2 separate regions of the Sorghum bicolor genome follow, and region 2 is linked to region 1. Evidence: chromatin contacts called from public HiCAR-type data. All regions are on one chromosome and are shown on one strand. The core of a region is the stretch at or near the end of the contact, and the rest is flanking DNA. Distances in the headings are between cores, read along the strand shown. Region 1 holds the start of LOC110436541 (PGR5-like protein 1B, chloroplastic). Region 2 holds the start of LOC8061389 (inactive poly [ADP-ribose] polymerase RCD1).

Evidence for each region. HiCAR-type assays count read pairs that join an accessible place to other places.
Region 2: a HiCAR-type map of leaf shows a contact between it and region 1, with 7 times the contacts expected there. The contact joins the promoter of LOC8061389 here to the promoter of LOC110436541 in region 1. A contact is called at or near these places in 1 of 4 Hi-C or Micro-C datasets (leaf mesophyll) and 1 of 1 datasets of contacts at active chromatin or transcription factors (leaf).

The regions. Positions count from the first base shown.
Region 1 is chr1:419,164-424,989 of Sorghum_bicolor_NCBIv3, forward strand. LOC110436541 (PGR5-like protein 1B, chloroplastic) reads left to right here and starts at 2,175. Exons shown (of 11, transcript XM_021463789.1): 1 at 2,175-2,615; 2 at 2,716-2,837; 3 at 2,954-3,050; 4 at 3,187-3,287; 5 at 3,409-3,465; 6 at 3,583-3,659; 7 at 3,830-3,878; 8 at 4,231-4,341; 9 at 4,433-4,530; 10 at 4,628-4,703. The coding sequence starts at 2,177. The coding sequence ends at 4,697.
Region 2 is chr1:680,911-686,736 of Sorghum_bicolor_NCBIv3, forward strand. LOC8061389 (inactive poly [ADP-ribose] polymerase RCD1) reads left to right here and starts at 3,742. Exons shown (of 8, transcript XM_021457901.1): 1 at 3,742-4,115; 2 at 4,976-5,309; 3 at 5,634-5,826. The coding sequence starts at 5,797.

The DNA of each region.
Region 1 (5,826 bases), core at 925-3,424:
GGGCTATATACATCCGCTAAATTTTCAAAGCATAAAATTAGCGCTACATAAAAAAAGTTTGGTTTGACGACCAAGGGGTATTATTCATTCATCAGGCACCTAAACCTAAAGAGCAAATAAATAACCGGCATTTTATTTGAAGCATGTGTACTACAGATATATAGACTAGTGGGTTGGGTACGGTATGAAATTAATCAAATGAATGAATACTTATATACTGCTTCAATTCCTAGATAGATAGATAGATAGATAGATAGATTGCCAACAAATATATAGTAATAAACAACCAACCGGCGTGCAGTGCCAGTAGCCAGTAGGTTACCTTGGCGACGCGCTTGGCGGTGCGGCGGCGCATCATCCTGCTCCAGGCGGCCATGAGCGCCACGCCCAGAAGCAGCCCCGCCACCATCCCGGAGACGAGCCCCATCGTCGTCGTCTCCGCGCGGGCTGCCTGCTGCAGGTGCAGAGAGAGGGTGCCGGCCGGCACCGATCAAGCGAGAGAGGTGAAGCAAGGGCGGAGGGTGCAATGCGTCTCGACAGCGAGAGTAGTATAGTAGTCGTGGAGGTGAGGCGATCGAGGGAATTGAAGGAGACGATTCATGAGGTGAAGTAGTTGTCGTCTTCGAAACCACAAGATATTGCAATCGCGCGCATTATTATATTGCTTTAATTACTTATATTAGTACAGTATAAGCTAGTATTGCTTGCTAGCGTTAGTATATATCCCGCATATATATATATATATGTCTCGTAACCTCCTAATAATATATGCGTAACTGCTTTGCCGCATGGTGAACTACTCCAGTATAAGTACAGTGCACTTGATCGAATTTCTTTCAAAACAAATTTGCTGTTGCCCCGGCCTCTGGTTGCTACGATCGAGTCCCTACGACGTCCAAAATCTAATGTTAATCAACTGCGCTCCATTTCTGTCTTTTTTGCCTCTTTACTGACGATATGATCCTCATCTAATGGAGATCCCCATGCAGAGACCCTAGACTAGTCGACTATTATGCAGCCCAGACCCCAGAGGCTGTATTCAAGAAGGTCAGTGACATTTGTTTCTTTCCCTTTCCTGACCGCAAATGACATGTACGTACTTCCCTGGGTGTTTTTGACATATCAAGGCATCAGGAAGAATACATAGGATATGAAGGCTACTTCCATCCTTTTGGCTCGCTCAAGCATGCCTGACATGAATTTGTAAGCACACATGGACCTCAAGGAGTTTTGAGGCGTACGTGTGATATACTTGTTGGGTTAATTTCACATTCCGTGAGCTATATATAGCTCATGAATTTCTAGCAATTTTGGGAGTACTGATAACCACTAGCTAGGTAACTCAGATAGATGTACCATTCAGTACTCAAATCCTAGATATCTAGTGCCTAACTGAATGTTTCTTTGAGCTAGCTAGTTTCGAGATCCAGATGATGCATTGCTTTGGTGTTATAGACGATGGATTGGTCACTTTGCATGTTTGAGTCCATGGTGTGAAGTTTAAGTCACTAGAGGAATGTGTTTGTAGCACCATGGTGGTCGCGAGTGATATGTGCTCAGGTGTTTTTATTTTGGTACTAGGGCACGCATCAGGAGGCAAACTAATGATCAAAAAGGTACGATTGTATGCTTACACCTTTTGGTTATTCCAACATGTTTGGTATGACTTTCAAGATATTCTGAGGCCTTTGGACTTCGGGGTCTAGAGGCTGGTTTTCATGTTTTTGGTACATTTCGTGAACAGAGCACCAAACGACTGAAACTACACTAAAGCCATGCTAATTAAATGCTTCAGAACAAACAATAAAAAAAACATAAAAATAGCCACAAGAAGCACCAGGATATTAATTCGAGAGGCCCGAGAGGGACAGAGAGAATCCAAATAACCCGTCATATCATTGGTGACTAAAACTTGGAAGAGAAATATTACGTCAGCTACACACACTACATATATGTTGGCAGCTAGCTAGCCGCAACCGGTCTAAACTACACTACACTACACGAACACACGAGGAGGCGCGCTGGCACTCCAAATATTATCGCTCTCAATTGGTGCCAAATTTCTGAAAAAGGAAAAAAAATCCATAGGATCAGCAGTGAGCTCCCACCACACGACAAGCGATCGAGCGTCGAGAAATCTCATGACGAAGCAGCAGCAGCAGCAGCAGCAGCGGGGATGGATCTTCTTCTTGTTCCCTCCTCCTCCTCCTCCACACATCCCATTCGCAGTCGCAGTCGCAGGAGTGAGCTCCTTCCCACCAATCATACTCTCTCATTATCCCGCCGTTCCGCCCATCCACACACCACACCTCACCTCACCTCACCTCACCTCACCTCACCACACACACATTCTCTCTCCCCTCCAGCTAGCTCGCTCGCCTGCTCATCACTGTCGCTTGCTTGCCTCGATCGCAACGCGCTTGGCATGGCGTCCGAGGTGTGGCTATCGCCGGCGTCTCGCCTCCCATCTCTCTCCACCAACGCACCACCTCGCTTCCGCTCCAACCCACCTGCCACCACAACCGCCTCTTTCTTCTCTCCCCGCCCCCGCCCTGCTCGCGGCGCCCTGCCTCTGCTGCGCGTCCGCCGCCGTCTTCGCGCCACCGACCAGCAAGGTATCCTTCAACGGGTGCACTCCACATGTTCGACTTAATCACGCACTCCATCTCATGATAACTGCTTTGCTTGCTGTGGCTGTGGCTTTGCTTCGGCCAGGCCAGGTTCAGGAACAAGACGACGAGGTGGTGGACAGCAACATCCTCCCCTACTGCAACATCGACAGGAAGCAGAAGAAGACGCTCGGAGAGATGGAGCAGGAGTTCCTGCAAGCCTGTCAGGTTTCATTTATTACTCTGTCCATACCTACTGTCAACAAGGACATACATACATACATACAGGATTTTCACCTTAACTCTTTGTGATCATTGAGCGTCCGTTCCCTCCAACGAAACAGGCCTTTTACTTTGACCAGAAGGCCATCATGTCCAGCGAGGAGTTTGACAACCTCAAGGAGGAGCTCATGTGGGAGGGGAGCAGCGTCGTCATGCTAAGTAACCATCTTTATTTTATTTGCTCCACTACTAATATATAGCCTGTGTGCTCAAGTCTTTAATTTGCAACAAAAGTTAATGCTAACCAAGGTGTGGCGTCGATACAAATTACTACTTTCCTGTGTGCTGTTTCCAGGCGAAGATGAGCAAAAGCTTCTGGAAGCTTCCATGGCCTATGCCGCTGGCAGCCCCATCATGTCTGATGCTGAATTCGACCAACTCAAACTCAAATTAAAGGTTGGGCCTCTCCTTCCATCCTGTGTATGTACTTGCAAGGATGATGTATATATATACACACACTTCATATCCATGTTCGCTGATCAAGTTCTCTGCTATGCTGTTCCATCACCTTCGTTAGACAGACGGCAGTGTCATTGTGATGGAGGGTCCCAGGTGCAGTCTAAGGAGTCATAAGGTAAATAATTGGTTTATATCTATTACAACAGAATCGGAGTTATGGATGTATTCCAATGGCAGGCTGATTACCTTTTACTCTGTGCAAGTATTCTAATACGCGTCCTATATGGTACAGGTGTACAGCGACTTGAATGTTGACTACCTAAAGATGTTCCTGCTAAATGTTCCAGCCACCACTGTAGCTCTGGGACTGTGAGTTCATCCTCATTCTTGGATCCTTCATCCTTATACTTAAATCTTCTTTTATTATATATCTATGACTGTTCCACTTATTCTTTTACTTACTTAAGCTAGTAGGCTTTAATTTGTTGTGTTTGTTCACCATCTTGATGAATATCTAACATTACTTTCCTTGCATTTAGGTTCTTTTTCATTGATGAATTGACTGGTTTTGAGATCAATGTGTTCCAGGTCAGTGTCCACCTGATTCAAGTACCTTATTTCTTATCCAATCTCTTACTAATCTATGACCAAATATGAGATACATCCTGACCATTGCCCCTCTGACACACCCCCTCTCTAAAGCTCCACTACTTAGTCCAAGAAATGTTGAAAGAATAAATATTTCTTGGTATTTATATTTTTCTGGATAATAAAGCTGTACATATCAAATTATAGTTTTGAAGAATGACCACAATTTGCTTATTAATATGCATTCTTTGCTCTCTGCCGGTTGGAGGATAAAAATTTATCCATGCTTAAGTCATTGGTCAACGTCCAAATCCTTCTTTTGTTAACTCTGTATTCTTCTTGAATAATGCAGCTGCCAGAGCCTTTCGGATTCATTTTCACATGGTTTGCTGCTTTGCCCCTAATATTGTTCCTAGCACAGTTATTGACTAAGGCTATAGTCCAGGACTTTATAATCCTCAAGGTATTTGTCCATCGCGCTATCCATTGTTCTTTATGGCAGAGTATATATATTGAAGTACTAAACTGATGATTTTTTTTTTCTCGGGATCTAGGGGCCATGTCCAAATTGTGGTACTGAGAACCTTTCTTTCTTTGGGACTATACTGTCAGTCTCTAGTGGCGGTACAACAAACAAAGTGAAATGTGCAAAGTATGTCCCTTTATCATAGATTATGTTATCTAGATTCATGTCTACACTCTTGATGTGCTTATTTCTAAGAAGCATCGTTGCAATGTTCTAATTCCAGTTGCAGTACTGAGCTGGAATATGACTCAAAGTCTCGGGTGATCACACTTCCAGAAGCATCAAGTGCATAAACAAAGGTACGGGTCTACACTCTGCAGCATATTTTGCAGATAAATAAGTGAAACATTTTTGTACTGCCTGCCTTGCAAATTTGTATGAACACCCCTCAAAAGGATTTGGCCCACACTTTCTGTGAGACAACTCTGGCCTCTGTTCGCAGCCGGGTATTGAAAAAAATGCAGCTGTTGCTTTGTAGTCAATCCAGTAAGGGGGCCTGTAGAGGAGCTAGAGCCGTTTTGAAGAAGCCACAATTTGTGGCTTCACAAAACGGCTCCAGCTCCTCTGTTTTTAACTTAAAAACGGATTCTAAAAAAAAAAACGTTTTGCAGGGCTTGTCAGGTGTCATAACCCGGGGTACCCAAAGTAAAGGGCTAAGAACCTCATTCTATTCTTTTAAAATAATAAACCAGAAAGGCTTAACAATCATCCCCTGTCTCGTCCGAGACCCAAATAGACCTACCAATTCTGCCTCGCCCGAGCCCTAACCCTTGGGTCTCGGACGAGACCAAAACCATCTCCGACTCGTCCAAGGCCCGACACCGCAGCCTCGGAGGATGCCAAGTGATTTCCACCTCGCTCGACCCCGGGGCTCGGGCGCCCTTTCCCCCATTGGAGCGCTTGAGACCTCCTATGACGTCACCTACTGCAGGACTGTGGTATGACAGGATGGGACACGAGTCACGTCCCCACGCTTGCACCCACACCGCGTAGAGCAGGGCATGACAGGCACTGTGCAATCCACTCCCGTCGATGTGTGTACGGCCAAACCTAGAGACAACGCCTGGATGTCAGGCCAGGCTCCTATAGCCACGTATCCATCAGAACTCCAGAGCATGGACCATGGGGAAGAGGCCTCGGGAGTCAACGCAGAACAGTAAACAATGTCCGTACTTGTAGCAGCTGTGCTCATGGGAGAGCGAGAGCACACTGCCACCCGTGTTCACTTTCTACTCACGGTGTCGAGACCTGGGGCTCATTCCCTCTCTCACACCCAGCTTGTAACCTCTACTATAAGCACCTCGATACAGGATAATACAAGATCTCCACCTCTCACTGAACGTAGTGCATTCTCGGTTTGAACCAATATAAATTTTCTGTGTTCTTCCTACATCACCATCCGATTTTAGGACACACAGACAC
Region 2 (5,826 bases), core at 2,492-4,991, 260 kb after region 1:
CAAAGTTGGGGTAGGAGGTGCCACTCCCTCAGGCTCTAGTGTTACAATGGCCTTCTTCCTTGGTGGTGCCTTAGTGCCTGTTACTCCTCCTTCATCGCTATCTCTTCTCCGTGCACTGTATGAGCTTCAGTTCAATCAAATCAGGTCATTGGACCTATGATTATTCCGCCTATCATTGATCATTGCAAAACCACTAATTATTTGCTTCTAAATCAATTCTTAGAATCCATAAACTATCCCTTCCCAAAATAAATTTATTTTTATATTCATCTAAAGTCAAACTATCTTAAATACAGAAAAGAGTAATATCATCTACGATACCAAATAAATGTAATATAAAAATATATTTCATGGTATATGATAATACTAATTTATTACTATAAATATTATTGTTCTTATAAATTTAACTAAACTTAAAATAGTTTGACTTAAGATAAAAATTGATTTGTTTTGAAACGGCATCAAATGGTATATGATAATACTAATTTATTACTATATTATTGTTCCTATATGTGTGTAAACAAGAATAGGCGGGTGATCTCTGCATGATATATGGGTGCACACGCGGGTTCGCCCCACATTGCAAAGTAGTCAGAGTGAGTGGTCCGATGTGACTCATCAAGCGACAAAGGAACTGCCACATACGGCAGGAAGATGTACAATTGGCGATGCTCGCGTTCTCGCTCACTCTCTTGTGATCTCTGTGGGCTTTGCAGACAGAGGCCGGAGGAGCAGTGAAGAAGCAACCACATGCATGCAGCTTTTGACGCATTTCGGCATTTGCCATGAAAACAAACATAATCACCAGAGCGCATGCATATCTGGACCATGATTATTATGTTCACATGCAAGTTATGCAACTGCATCCAGTCACAAAAGCTACCATATTTTCTAGTACAAAATATTTAATTATAAAATATGCAGAGGTATACTTTGTAAAAGTTTCTTTCAAGACAAATTTATACCAATATATTATGTTCCCAAATTATTCCCTTTAGGCACAAATAAGTGACTATTGTTTTTTAATTAAAATATTTGTAAAACGTACCAATCCCCTCATTCTAAGCCGTTTAGGACATTGAAATGGTCTACAACATTAAACTTTGACTAACAATTTCAATGAAAACATAATATTTTGATCAAGTATAATTAAAGATTATGAGCTCCTTAGGAAGCCTCTAGTCCATGAACGCGCGCGCGCACACACACCTAACTCCTATAAGCACCTATGAAACATTAGTTCATTGTTGACGGACCTATCACCTACAGTTAAAAGAATAGCCACACCTAGTAGAATCTAGAAAAAATGTGAGCACCACATTAAATTTAGAACTCGAATCTAGCTAACTACCTACTCGACCTATAGTCATGGGCAGTGGTGCATTGTTGCCGCTAATTGTTTCAATATTGTCGATTGGATCCACTAATTGAACCTCCCGATGGGGCTTGTGGGCATAGCAGCGCCGAATTGAGGTCATAACCAGATCTTGTTCTGGTAAGAGACACCTTTTTTTTCATGTCGGACGATGTTGTAAAGTGAATGTTTCTGTTTTTTAGCCTAGGTACTCCCTTCATACCTGAAATTCTTGACGTTTAGGACATGATTGTGCTTACAAAGGAGTGATTAATTAGAAGGTATTTTTCTATCTCTACCCCTATTAAATAAACAGAGTCATGACTGCTCTTCAAACAAGAAAGTTGTTGAACCCAAGTGGCTAGAGCAGCAGCCTGTGAGTCCCATTGTGCGGGGTGCAGAGTTTGAACCCAATCAGCGCAGTATTTTTTTGCGGAAGGCCAGCAGTGAGAGGTGTGGGCCTTTAATGCGCAGCCAGCGCGCGAGCCTTGCGGCAGCTGAAGAGGCACGCGGTGTAGGGACAAACGCGTCATGTTTAAGCCTCTCATGGCGGCAACGTCATTTTTTTTTTCTCAAAACTGATTCTTGATCTAAAACGTCACCTATTATAGGTATGGAGGGAGTACGTAGTTCATGAAATAATTGAAGCAGGCAATGGATTAAATTATATAATAGTTTTACCCAGATGAACAAATCTACTCCCTCCATTTATAAGACGACTTTTCTAAAAATATCAAAATATCCCTTGTCGTGTTTTGTTGTGTAGCACTGTGGGTGGAGTGGTGATTGGCAATTTGGCACTGGCAGTTCGGCAGGATTGAATTTAATGAAAAGGGACTGTACACATAAATTATTCAGATCTATCGGAATTATTATTGGCACATTTAATTTATCCGAATGTTGGCGAATGGCAAGCAATGCATACGCATGAGGCTAGGAGAGCGGCCGGGTGATGAGCGAGGAGTGTAGTACGTGGGCGCCGCAGAGCCGCCTGAATGCTGTCGGCCGGCCGGCCGGGGTATCGGTGGGTGGAGGTGGAGGTGGAGGTGGTGGCGGCGACGGCGACGGCCGGCCGGAGTTTGGTCTGCGCTGCGCGTGCCGGTCGAGATAGCGACGGGCGAGACGACGGAGGGAGTTGCACTGGTTGGAGTTGGTTGGCGTGGCACGTCGTCGTCGTCGTCGTCGATCGTCATTGTAGCGGCGAGCCGCCGCCGTCGTAAGAGAAGGCAACGGTTGGATGTGGGCCTTAATTTGTATGGGTCGATAACTTTTGTTGGTTCTTGTTCGGCAGAGATGCTGGGCCGGCCCAACTACTATGCCTTGTTTTTTTGGTACGGGCTACCTTAAAAAAAATAAGAAGGAAAGGGCAAAAGGTCTCGGTTCCAAGAAATTATTTTTCACGTCAGATTTCATTTTCATTTTATTATTTTTCTCCTGAGATTTCGCTTTCACTATTCATAGTAGTACCATGTTATGTCAACCAACTGAAAAGCATGACGACAGACTGATATTTCTGTCCCTGGTATTATTATTATTATTATTATTATTATTATTATTATTATTATTATTATTATTATTATTATTATTATTATTATTATTATTATTATTATTATTATTATTATTATTATTATTATTATTATTATTATTATTATTATTATTATTATTATTATTATTATTATTATTATTATTATTATTATTATTTAGTTTAAAGTTCCAAAATCCTTTGTCTGAAACAGAAATCCAAATCTAGACATACATACCTTCATGTTGTAACTGTAGACCATAACAATTAGTACAAACACATATGGAGGCACATGCATGAAACATTAATATATAGATAAAAAAAATAACTAATTGCACAATTTACCTGTAATTTGCGAGACGAATCTTTTTAATCTAGTTAGTCTATAATTAAATAATAATTATTAAATAAAACTAAAAATGTTACAGTAGCGAAATCTAAAAAATTTCATAAACTAAATAAGGCCTAAGAAAAGAGGAGAGAGAAGAAATGAAACCATACGCGTCTACCAAAGGTAAACCACTGGTACAATAGTAGAGTATTCAATTGGGTTAAGCAAAATATAAAGACCATACCATTTGTTTATTTATTTATTTATATAAAAAGAATTGTGGGCCAGCATCACACTCTCCTCTCCTCCTGGCTCCTGCTTCCCGGAAACGGAAGCGGCAGAAGCGGTGGGCCAAGTCCACCGTCCACGCCCCCCTCTCCAAGAAACCCCAAACCGATGGCCGGCCGACCTGGACCCACCAAAGGGGGGGCCGTCCGATCCCGCCCACAGGACGCAACGGACGGCCCGATGCGGCGCCTGCCCGTGTCGGCCCGTCGCTACATGTACGCGGGAGTCGCACCCGGGGCCGCCTCGCTCGCTCGCTCTCCCCTCTCCTCTCTCTGCGCCCACCGGAACGGAAACGCAACCCCAACCCAGGGGAGGAAGGAAGAGGGGAAAGCAGGAGCCGACTGCCCACACCACCCACAGGAACGCCGCGGGGCAGGGGGGGGGGGGAGGAGGAAGACGCCGGCAGTGGCGGCGCCTTAAAAGGCCAGGGCGCGGTTTTCTGCTTGCCTATCTTTCACTTCCCCTCATCTACTACTGCGCTGCGCCGTTTAATTTAGCCCGCAAGAGTAAACAACAAGAGGAAGAATTCTTGTGTTGCGGTCCAATCCGTTCCGCTGCTTGAGCTTGACTGACTATCTCTATCCGATCTTCCGCGTGACGGGTCCGATGACCTACCACTGGTATTGCTTACCTCCTTCCCCTTCCCTTTCCCCTTAATTTGGTCTCTTGTTGATCCTGTTATGTGGTATGCTAATTCGGATCGATTGAATTGAATTAAGCTATTCTGAGGCGATTCTTTTAGTGCGTATTAGATGTATCATGTACTATTAGTTAGTGTCGCCCTGCCGGCGTTTCTGTTGTGTTATTGTATACTAGTTGCTAGTTTGTGCTCCTAATCTTTACCTGTCATCATGCGTTTGCTGCCTCATGGTAGGATGAACAACATTCTAGACCAATTGACACTAGCAGCGCCCCGCTGACTACATAACAAAGCAAAGCAATAGGGCAATAGGGAAGCGATTCCTGCACCCAATGATGAATTATGAACGATTCTAGTGCACTTATCGACCTAGGCATGACTCTAGCAGCGCTGACGTATCATATATGATCTTGCTAGTATTGTGCAGTCTTTGGACAGCACCGCACGATACTATATATATTGGTTAAGTTCACAACTGATTTGAAACTGTTTAAAAAAAATTGGACAAGTGATCTGTAACTGAGTGAAGTATATGTTCTATATTTACTGTAAGTACTAATGAAAGTCAACCTTGGATGTCTGGTCGTCACTGTGCAACTGTTAATGAGCAAACTAATGTCGTACAAGTTTTAGACAAGTGTTTGGAAAGTTTATTGTTCAATGTTTTATATTAACTGTAATATAAGTACCAGTGACAGTCAACCTTGGGTGTCTGGTCATCAGCGTGCAACTTTTAATTAGCAAACTAATGCAGTACAAGTTCTAGAGGAAGTGTTTGGAAAGTTTATTGTTAAATGTTATAATTCTGGCCTAATGAGCATAACAAGCTTTGCACGTCAGGGCCTCAAGGGTCGTCGTCATCTATCTATATTTGAGGTTCTTGCGTCAACATGACAAGGTGCTTTTACTCCCATCAAACTGTTACGGGGGTAGCGCTGTGGCTGTCATTTCTGTGTCCTAGGAAAATGGCCACAGAGAAGAGCCAAAGATATGAAGGGTCTTTTTTACAACACAGACATGCCGGTAATGTCTGTTGCGGAAGCAGGGTTGGCACGCTTCTGTGTCTTATGATCTTCTGCTGCCTCCTTGTGTGGCTGCACCAGCCATCAGCTCTACCAGAGCAGCAGTATCCAGAGAGATGGTGTGGAGCACACACAATTCTACTCTGCGTGGGGTAAAGAATCACTCTGGCAGAGTTGTTTTACTAGTCGTATTCGGTTTGCAAACAAGAAAACTCCCTGGACTCAATTAAGCGTCGATAACTTTTTAACATCAAATAATATGGGCACTGGGGAAAAAGGTCTTTACTTACTTTAGGAAGAAATAGTAATATGTCAACAAGGGAAGTTCTAAAGTTAATAACTCATGCATTTTGTGCCCTGTAACTATAATTGTAAATAAATGTTTACGCACAACACTTTCATTCTCCTCTTGTTTTCTTCGTGTATCTATTTCATTCATTTTTATTTCCCTCTTCTTTTTTCCTTTTTGGTCTCAGGTCCATTTCACTTACCGTTTTGGATAGCGTGGCTCGTTTTGGAATTAACTTTATGTTAACAGAGTCTAGGTATCATTAGCTAGATTAAGCTAACTGCTTGACTTAGTAGTGTGTAAATCTGTAAAGAAAACTACTTGGTTTGGGTTGAGTCTCTATAAAAGAAATGGAGCAGAGGAACGTTCTGGCATTGGGT